2 separate regions of the Sus scrofa genome follow, and region 1 is linked to region 2. Evidence: chromatin contacts called from public Hi-C data. All regions are on one chromosome and are shown on one strand. Each heading gives the region's core, a stretch centred on a gene start, on an enhancer-like site or on the middle of the called end of the contact. The rest is flanking DNA. Distances are from core to core; before and after follow the strand shown. Region 1 overlaps INPP5D (phosphatidylinositol 3,4,5-trisphosphate 5-phosphatase 1). Region 2 holds the start of INPP5D (phosphatidylinositol 3,4,5-trisphosphate 5-phosphatase 1).

Region 1 (4,096 bases), core at 1,025-3,524, 35 kb before region 2:
AAGCTTCTTTTGAACTCCATCTAAAAGATGGAGCTTATTTTGAACTCCGTCCAAAAGACCTTATTTACCAATGGCTATTATATATTTTAAAAGTCTCTCTCTGGTCTCCTGTCTCTCAACATCTTGCGCTATATTAAGGATCCCCGGAGCGTAGCCCAGCCCTGCCATTCTGGAGAGCAATCAGATACAAGGTAGACAAACTAAGTATGTGGCTACCCTATGACTCAGCAATTTCATCTCTGGGCATATGCTCCAGGGCTCCTTTCGGGTCACGGATGGATGGTCATCCCAGGTTTGTTTGGGACGGCAGGGATCTGGGGGGAACTGGGTGCCCATCATGGGGAGAGCGGACCGGTCAGGTGTGGTCAAGGTGTGCAGTAGGGTGTCTGCAGCAGCCAGAGGCAGACTGGATGTGCAGGTAGCAGCATGGAAGGAGCCTTTGGTAGAGAAAGTAGAAAACAGAATGAGGGCTCTGATATCTCTTCAGCAAATTAAAAATGCATGCATGCGAAACAACAATACATATTTTGCAAGAACCTATTCAAATAAAAAGACACCCACTCAATGGTTGCCTCTCAGAGGGAGGGTTATGCAAGCGCTGTGTGGGGTAGAAGGGATTAAAACAGTTTGTGAAGACACTGCTTTGTAGTGAGAAGGCACTGCCGCCTGGATCACGTAATCGGATTGCAAAAGATGGATACTTTGTTGTGGCTTTTCTCATTGGACCTGAAATAATTACCAAAATCTTCTGTGTCTCCCTTTCTTCCTTGGTTAAGTAGGAAGGAAAAAGTAGGCAAGAGAAAGTAACATTTAGTGTGGCCTGCAGGTAAAAGCACAAAATATGAAGCATGATGTGGGCGTGAAACAGACAGGGTGTGAGACACTAGGGTAAGGTGGGGACTATGGCACGTTGTAGAAATGTCCCTTTAAAGGGGCCAGCTTCCACTTAGCTCAAGTTACGATCCTGTGGGGTAGCTGAGGCCTGGATTGGCCGGAATTTCAAAAATATTCAAGGGAAGGTAAAATACAGATGTTTTGATGAGATCTCATATTTTTAATGCCTGCAACTAACATCAAAACACCGTGTCAGCCACAAATGCACATCTTAGCTCCACCATTAACTAGTTGTGTGATCTGGAGCAGGGCATTCAGCACGCTGAGGCTGAGCCAGTTTTCTTGTTTAGGAAGGAAGATTCTCAGACCTCCTCAGCCAGGGGCTTAAATGGGCTGACACGGGTCCAGGGCAAGGCTCCACCGTCATCATGGAGCACTTGCATTGTGCTGAACATGCTAGTCCATTATCAACGCCTATTTTTCAGCTGAATAAACTGAAGCTCGGAGGAATGGAAAATTAAGAAGAGTCAGGTACAAAAAAAAATATCTTCTCTTGGAGTTCCTGTCATGGCTCAGCAGAAATGAATCTGACTAGGAACCATGAGGTTGCGGGTTCGATCCCTGGCCTCGCTCAGTGGGTGAAGGATCTGGCATTGCTGTGAGCTGTGGTAGGTTGCAGATGCGGCTGGGATCTGATATTGCTGTGGCTCTGGTGTAGGCTGGCGACTATAGCTCCGATTAGACCCCTAGCCTGGGAACCTCCATGTGTGGCCGGTGAGGCCCTAAAAAAAAGAAAGAAAAAAAAAAAAAAAGAAAGAAAAAAAATCTCCAAATGTGATAAAAAGAAATGGGTAACCTGAATTAAAATAACTTATAAATCAGGGCTTGGGGATTAAAAGGGCTCTAAGTAAAGTGGAAGGGATTATAATCTGTCTGACCCCTAACAGGCTGCAAGAGTCTCTAACAAAGACACCTGTGGTCCCAGAGGCCCGCACCCCTCACCGGGGCAGTAGCAGGAATGAGTTTATACTGCACGGCTGGTGGTGTGCTGCTGCTGCTGGCTCATGTCTGCTTGTGCCAGTTTGTACTGGTTCGAAGCCCAGGAGCTGGCTGTTTCATGTGGCCACTATGGTGGCCGCCGTGGTGCGTGTATTTACACCACGGAAATCGGCCAACACATCAGAGCTTTGCTTCTGTCCCTGGAGAACCAGCTGAGAAATGTTTACCACTGCAGGGGGCCCGGGGACACGGACCACTTTGGCCAAACCGTCCCTTCAATTCTTAGAGGCCTGGCTTCGTGTGCACACCTGCCTCCCCCTCTGCAGGGGCCCTACTGCTCTGGAAGCAACGTTGGATCAGGCAGAAACAGCCCTGACACAGGAGGGTTAATGATTCACTGGGGGACCGCAGAGGGGATTACTGTTCGGTGAGGAAAAACGCTTTCTCACTTGAAGATGGCAAAGGCCCAGATCAAAACAGGAAGCTTCCAGGCTGCCTCGTCGGGTGGGTGGGATTGTCTGAAGCTACAAGATGCTGATGAGGAGCAAGCGCGCGGTGTTCGCATTGGCAAAGGTGCAGGGCCAATGTGGGTCCTCCGGGTCCCCAGCTGAGCCCACCCTCGACCTGTAGGGGAGAGGGGCTGGGTTTAGGTCGCCAGGAGTGGATGGGCAGCTCGGGGTAAACACCGTGCCCTCTGGAGGAACCGAAAGTCACCGTTTGCAGGCTCCTGCCGCTCCGAGGAAGTGACAAAGACACCCTTACCTCTTGGGACCAGAGCCCAAGACAGAAAATGGGAATGCAGCTCTACCTGCTTCTACAAAATCCAAGCTTCACCCAGCGGAGGAGGAGAACTCTGAGAGAGAGAGAGCGAGACAGAAAGAGAGAGAGCGAGAGAGAGCGCCTGACTGGGGGGGGACTGCCAAGCCGGGGGCGGGGGGTGAAGAATCGGGAGCCAGAAGATGTGATTTGCACAATGGGTCAGATGTGCAAATCTTTCGCTTGCAGCTTCATGAGCTTTGTGTCCATCCCAGGCAAGAGGCTGGATCAGCTTCCTAAAAGCATGGTTTGTAGGATGTGCCAAAGCAAGTGGCGAGCGTAGGAACAAGCAGACGTTTGCTGGGGACAGACGGTGTCAGATGAACCTGTTTTTCTTATTTTATTTACATAGGAGGCCAGTGTACGTTTGCGAGCCTAATGAGTTAGACGATTTGTTGTATTGGTAGAGATCACAGTTCAATTGCCTACGGAGGCCAGGGAGGTGATGTAACGGAGAGGAACAGACGGGGGTGGGTGGGTGGGGTGAGGCATTAGGGAGAGATGGGGACTGCGGCACATTAAAGAGAAGTGCCTCGGGGGAAGGGGGAAGCTTCCACTCTGCTCCAGTTACTTCACGGGACGCTGGGGGTCTAAGGTTATCAGAGCTTCGCAATTTTCAAGGGAAGCTGAAAATTCAGGATATTATGTAAAATGTCTCAGTTTTCAGAAATGCATTAAACTGGTTCGTAATTGTTAAAAACGTGTGTTAGGTAAACAGAACACCAAGCTCAACACAGGGGCTACCAGTTTGTGATCTCTGATAAAATCTACATAGATTTCAATAAATCGTTTTGGTTTTTTATCTTTTTTGGCCACACCCATGGCAGGCAGAAGTTCCCAGGTCAGGGATCAAACCTATGATTCAATCAGTCGGTGGAATGGCAATGACAACACCGAATCCTTAGCCTCTAGGCCACCAGGGAACTCCCTCAATAAAGCATTTTGTGATCTTCATCTGTGATCTTTTATTGATAATTGCATGGAGGAATATCAGCTAGGGTGAGAGTCCAAGGTTGCTTGGACATCGATCTCTGCTGCTGTTGGGGGTCTCCCCCTCTTTCTGTTTTTTGTTCTTGCCTTTTTTTTTTTTTTTTTCCCCCACTCTTTAGGGCCACACCTGAGGCATATGGAAGTTCCAAGTTAGGGACTGAATTGGAGCTACAGCTGCTGGTCTAAGCCACAGGCATGTCAGATCCAAGCCGTGTCTGCAACCTATACCACATGGCAACGCCGGGTCCTTAACCCACTGAGCGAGGCCAGGGATCCAACCCACATCCTCATGGATACTAGTCGGGTTCATTACTGCTGAGCCACGATGGGAACTCCCTTCCTCTCATTTACATCGGTGATTCAGATTAGGATCCAGGAGGTGAACTGACAATGTGTGGCTGCCATCAAACTAGGAGGCATCTCGGATATGCTGGGTGACAGAGAAAACCAGGTCGAG
Region 2 (4,307 bases), core at 752-3,251:
TGGTTCTGGCTGTCACAGTGATGCTCCCAGTTTGGAGGCAGAGAGCGCCACGTTCCAGTCCGCACCCACAGCTCCCGGTCAAAGGGCTGCTGGGAGCCTGGAGGCTCTCGGCACGAGGCTCCTCCCACAGAGCACCTGGTGGAATCAGCCCTCAGCCAAGGGCCCCGGCGGAGGGAGAGAGCTCCAGGGGGGCCGAGTGGAGCTGGATCTGAACCTCCCCACCCTCTGGTCCCCACGGGGGCAGTGCCCATCTGGGTCTGTTCCCATCTCCCGAGTATGAGAGTAGGGGGCATGGGAAGCTGGCCTTGGGAGGTGGGGCTCTGACGCCATCAGAGCTCAGGCCCGGGGGCCAGCTGAGAGCCTGGGTTCATTTCCAAGTGCTCCCAGCTGGCCCTTGTAAACGCCCCGGCTGCTCTCGCTGCACCTGGAACCTACGCTTATGCCTGGCTCAACAGGTGCCATGGAGCGGGGTGGCAGGGGTCTGGTGGTACTGCTGGCAGAGGGCCCTGGCTTTGACTGCTGTTACTCGGTTCACCTGTCTGAGCCTCAATTTCCTCATCTGCAAAGTGGGGCGACAAAAGGACCTGTGCTTCAGGTTGTCGTGAGGATGAAATGTGACAGGCAGACAACTGCTCGGACTCGGCAAGGCCGGTGTCCACGACCCACTTTCCTTCCTGCGTGGATGGTGGCAGGGTCTGCCTGCGGGAGGGTCCCTTCTGCACCCCGAGGGACGCTACCTGAGAGGTGCCAGAGGACTCCCCCTCCCCCCACAGCGCCGGCACTGCCCGAGGCCCTGGCGGGGCTGGTTAGACCGCAGAGCTGCAGGGCGAGGGCCTCCTGCAGATGCAGAGGGAGAAGGGTGTTTTAAAAAGGAACCTCCAGCAAGTGGCCGTTCCCTGCTTGCTAGGAAAACTGGCACATTCAGCAACATCTCAGAGCCTGGGGGGGCAGGGGGTTGATGGTGGCAGAGAAGCCCAAAGAGGTGAGGACACAGCTGAGGGCCGAGTAGGGGAGAGGAGAGGCTCCTGCTGGGGGTGATGTGACTTCCTCTGCTCCCAGGGCCCCCAGGACACCTTCTGGGTGAGCCCCAAATCCTTTCCTGAGTGAACCCCCCTTTATTCATGGTTCCCCAAACAACGGCTTCCTCAAAAAGCCTGAAGCCTGGCACAGGATGGGTCACCTCTTGCCACTCCTGCTCCTTCAGGAGGCTCTCCAAACTGGGCATCTTTGACCAACACCTGAACTGACTGAGCTGCCTTTTAACACACCCACCACCACGGAGCCCTGAGCCGCCGCCTCCGCTCCTCAAAGCGCCCGGTCCCGCTCTCTTGGCCTCTGGATCCCCAAGGAAGCCATGGCCCCACGGGTCACGGGTAGCCAAGGTGTGTGATCAGGCCCCAGGCCGGCTCTGAGGACTCCAGCCCTGCAGAACCTGAACTCCAAGGTCGAGCAGGTCCACCATGGGCCTCAGCTGGACCCACCAACACACTTGGGTACATGCAAGGCAGGTCACTCCATCCCAGAGGTGGGCTGCTGGCACAGACCCAAGCCAGCGTCCCCTCCTCCCAGCTGCACCTCCATCACCTCCAGGCCTGGAGGGAGAGGCCCGGCCAGGGCTGAGGGGCAGGGGTGGGCGCACAGGCAGGGCCGGGTACTCACAGCACGCAGAGCGCGTATGCCCGGGAGATGGACTCGCTGGCACGCACGAGGAAGCTCCCGTCCTTGCCCGTCCTGGAAAGCAGCTCCTCGGCCTTGGAGCGGGTGATGTTGCCATGGTTCCAGCAGGGGACCATGGTGGCGTGGGCCTCCCGGGCCACGCAGGCGGCCACCCCACAGGACCCACAGAGCCAAGGGGAGCTGAGGGCCCTGCACCGTGACCCGCCGTCGCTCCTCTCTCAGTCGCCCCAGCTGCTGCCACCAGCTCACTGAGCGACTTCCTGTTTCAGGCACTCAGCGAGGGAGAGGAAGCGAGCTGCAGAGAACTTCCTCATTGCAGAGCCCAAGCAAGAGCGGTCCTCCACCTTCCCACCCTGCCCGCCCACTGCGGGCCGCCCCCTCCCCCTCCCGCCCCCGCTCTCTCTTTCAATGGACCTGGGTCCCCAGAGGCGCAAATGTCAGCTCAAGTCCTCCTGGGGGAACTGTCAGCTCCTCTGGCCACAGGCGGTTGGTGGCCGGCTTCTGAAGGAGCATGGCCAAAGCGGCCATTCTGGGTCCAGTCCCGATGCCCACGTGGGGTGGCCACGCCCTGGACAGATGCCCCAGCCTGCTGCCCTACCCCAGAGCGGCTCAACTCCCCGTGGGCTCCCTCCAGAAACCCATGGAAGAGAGGCTCGCAGGGCAGAGCATCTCAACTGGAACTAGGGCCCAGTCCAGGGCTGCACGAAATTGAGGGGGAGGGGTACAGCCGAGCCCCCTGCCCATATCGGAGACTCATGACCAGCCAGGCACCATTCAACCTTGGGCCCTGGAGGACCTTGGATGACACCACCCCAGGGTGCCGAGGGCCCAGGTGACAGCTCTGGGACACATTTATGCTCATTCCCCCGGCCATGGCAACCCTTCTCCACGGCAGTGATTCTGACCCCTGCAGCCCGGCCTAGAGACACGCAGAGGGAGTGTGGAGTGCTCGAGACATGGCTTTTTTTTTTTTTTTTTTTTTTTTTTTGGCTTTTTAGGGTCAGACCTATGATATATAGAAGTTCCCAGGCTCTGGGTCAAATCAGAGCTATAGCCGCTGGTCTACGCCACAGCCACAGCAACGCCAGATCTGAGCTGAGGCTATGACCTACACTGCAGCTCAAAACCAGATCCTTAACCCACTGAGCGAGGCCAGGGATCAAACCCTCATCCTCATGGATGCCAGTTGGGTTATTACCACTGATCTCTAACAGGAACTTTGAGACATGGAAGTTTTATGGGGTGAACGCAGGCCGGGTTTTCACCCCTGGGTCTTTCTGGAACACTCAGCAAACACACCCATCCCCATGGGGCAAGCTGGCCACCTGGCAACATGACGTTCCTTCCTGGGTCCCACATCTCAACAGCCTTGGAGGTGGCCAGGCATGGCTGGCTTTGCCCACAGCTCAATGGGGAGCTGCCTTCTCAAAGATGAGGGGCCACCATCCAGGACCAGCAAGACCTGAGGGCTCTAAAGTGGACAACCCCTTTGGACCATAGATGGGGTGCCCTCAGCCCCTGGGTCAGCCCCACCAGAATGAGGGGCAGGTGCTGATCTATTTGCACAAGGCCCCCAACCCGCGCTCAGGCCTCAGCCCCCAGACATGACAAGAGAAACACATCTGGGGGCCTGGGCCAGGCAAGCTTCCATTCGAATCTAGCTCCTCTGCATCTGAGCTGCTGGAGCTGGTTAGCTTTCTTCTCCCTCTCCGCCTCGGGCTCCTCTTCTCTGCCTTCTGGAGAGAAGCCCCTAGAGGAGGCTCACATGTGACAGGTAAATCCCCCCCCACCCCTCCCACCTGCGGCAGCATAAACAACAGTTGATTCTGAATCTCATCCAGGCGGACCAAACCCTGGACCCTCACCCCCCATCCCAGGAGGAGTCGTGGGGAGAGGGTGAGCGAGGTGGTTAACTCAGGCCTGAGGTTGGGAAATTCTGCCCATTAAGGAGACCACAGGGGTGGGCTCCTTCCAGGGTGGGTGCACCTCAGGGGTCCCCTGCAGCACGAGGGCAGCATGGCCCTCAGGACCTCGCTGGCTCCAAATTTCCTGGTCGTCACACTCACCTCTCCAAACCAGTTCCTGCCAAGTCTCTCTGAGCATCCTCTGCCCACCACTGTCCCCTCCCCCAGCTCCTCCCACCGAACCCAGGGACTAAACCCCCAAGCCTTCAGCAAACACACGTCAAGTCACCCTGGCCCTGCCCTGAGCTAGATATGGGAACCCGTGGAGACAAGAGCTGCCCTCCCAAAGCCAGCTCAGCCCTGGGAGGCTGATCCCTGCAGCAACCTCTGGTGGAGTTTGCTCCTTCCCTGACTCCCAGCTCAACTCAAAACCAAATAGACCCTCTCCTTAAGAGAATGGCTTGGAGTTCCCTCTGTGGCTCAGAGGATTGTGAACCTGATTAGAATCCATGAGGATGTGGGTTCAACCCCTGCCCTCACTCAGTGAGTTAAGGATCTGGCATTACCATGAGCTGGGGTGTAGGTCCCAGGCACAGCTCAGGTCCTGTGTTGCTGTGGCTGTGGCTATGGCTGGCAGCTGCAGCTCTGATAAGCCCCTAGCCTGGGAATTTCCATATGCCACAGGTCACAGGTGCCGCTCTAAAAAGCAAAAAAAAAAAAAAAAAA

Evidence for each region. A called contact is a pair of places that touch in the nucleus more often than the background predicts.
Region 1: a Hi-C map of alveolar macrophages shows a contact between it and region 2, with 1.5 times the contacts expected there. The contact joins the enhancer-like site here to the promoter of INPP5D in region 2. A contact is called at or near these places in 2 of 47 Hi-C or Micro-C datasets (alveolar macrophages and blood) and 2 of 2 datasets of contacts at active chromatin or transcription factors (alveolar macrophages and skeletal muscle).

Annotation. Positions count from the first base shown.
Region 1 is chr15:133,534,534-133,538,629 of Sscrofa11.1, reverse strand. All of the region lies in intron 2 of INPP5D (phosphatidylinositol 3,4,5-trisphosphate 5-phosphatase 1), which reads right to left. Among named protein-coding and RNA genes, the nearest start is that of INPP5D, 36 kb to the right of the region's middle. Within about 2 kb of position 2,274, at least 10 of the 83 cell types and tissues checked have an H3K27ac peak or open chromatin away from gene starts, as enhancers often do. A contact at or near this core is called in alveolar macrophages, where this site is marked.
Region 2 is chr15:133,498,761-133,503,067 of Sscrofa11.1, reverse strand. It overlaps INPP5D (phosphatidylinositol 3,4,5-trisphosphate 5-phosphatase 1), which reads right to left and starts at 2,001. Exons shown (of 27, transcript XM_021075030.1): 1 at 1,660-2,001. The coding sequence starts at 1,793.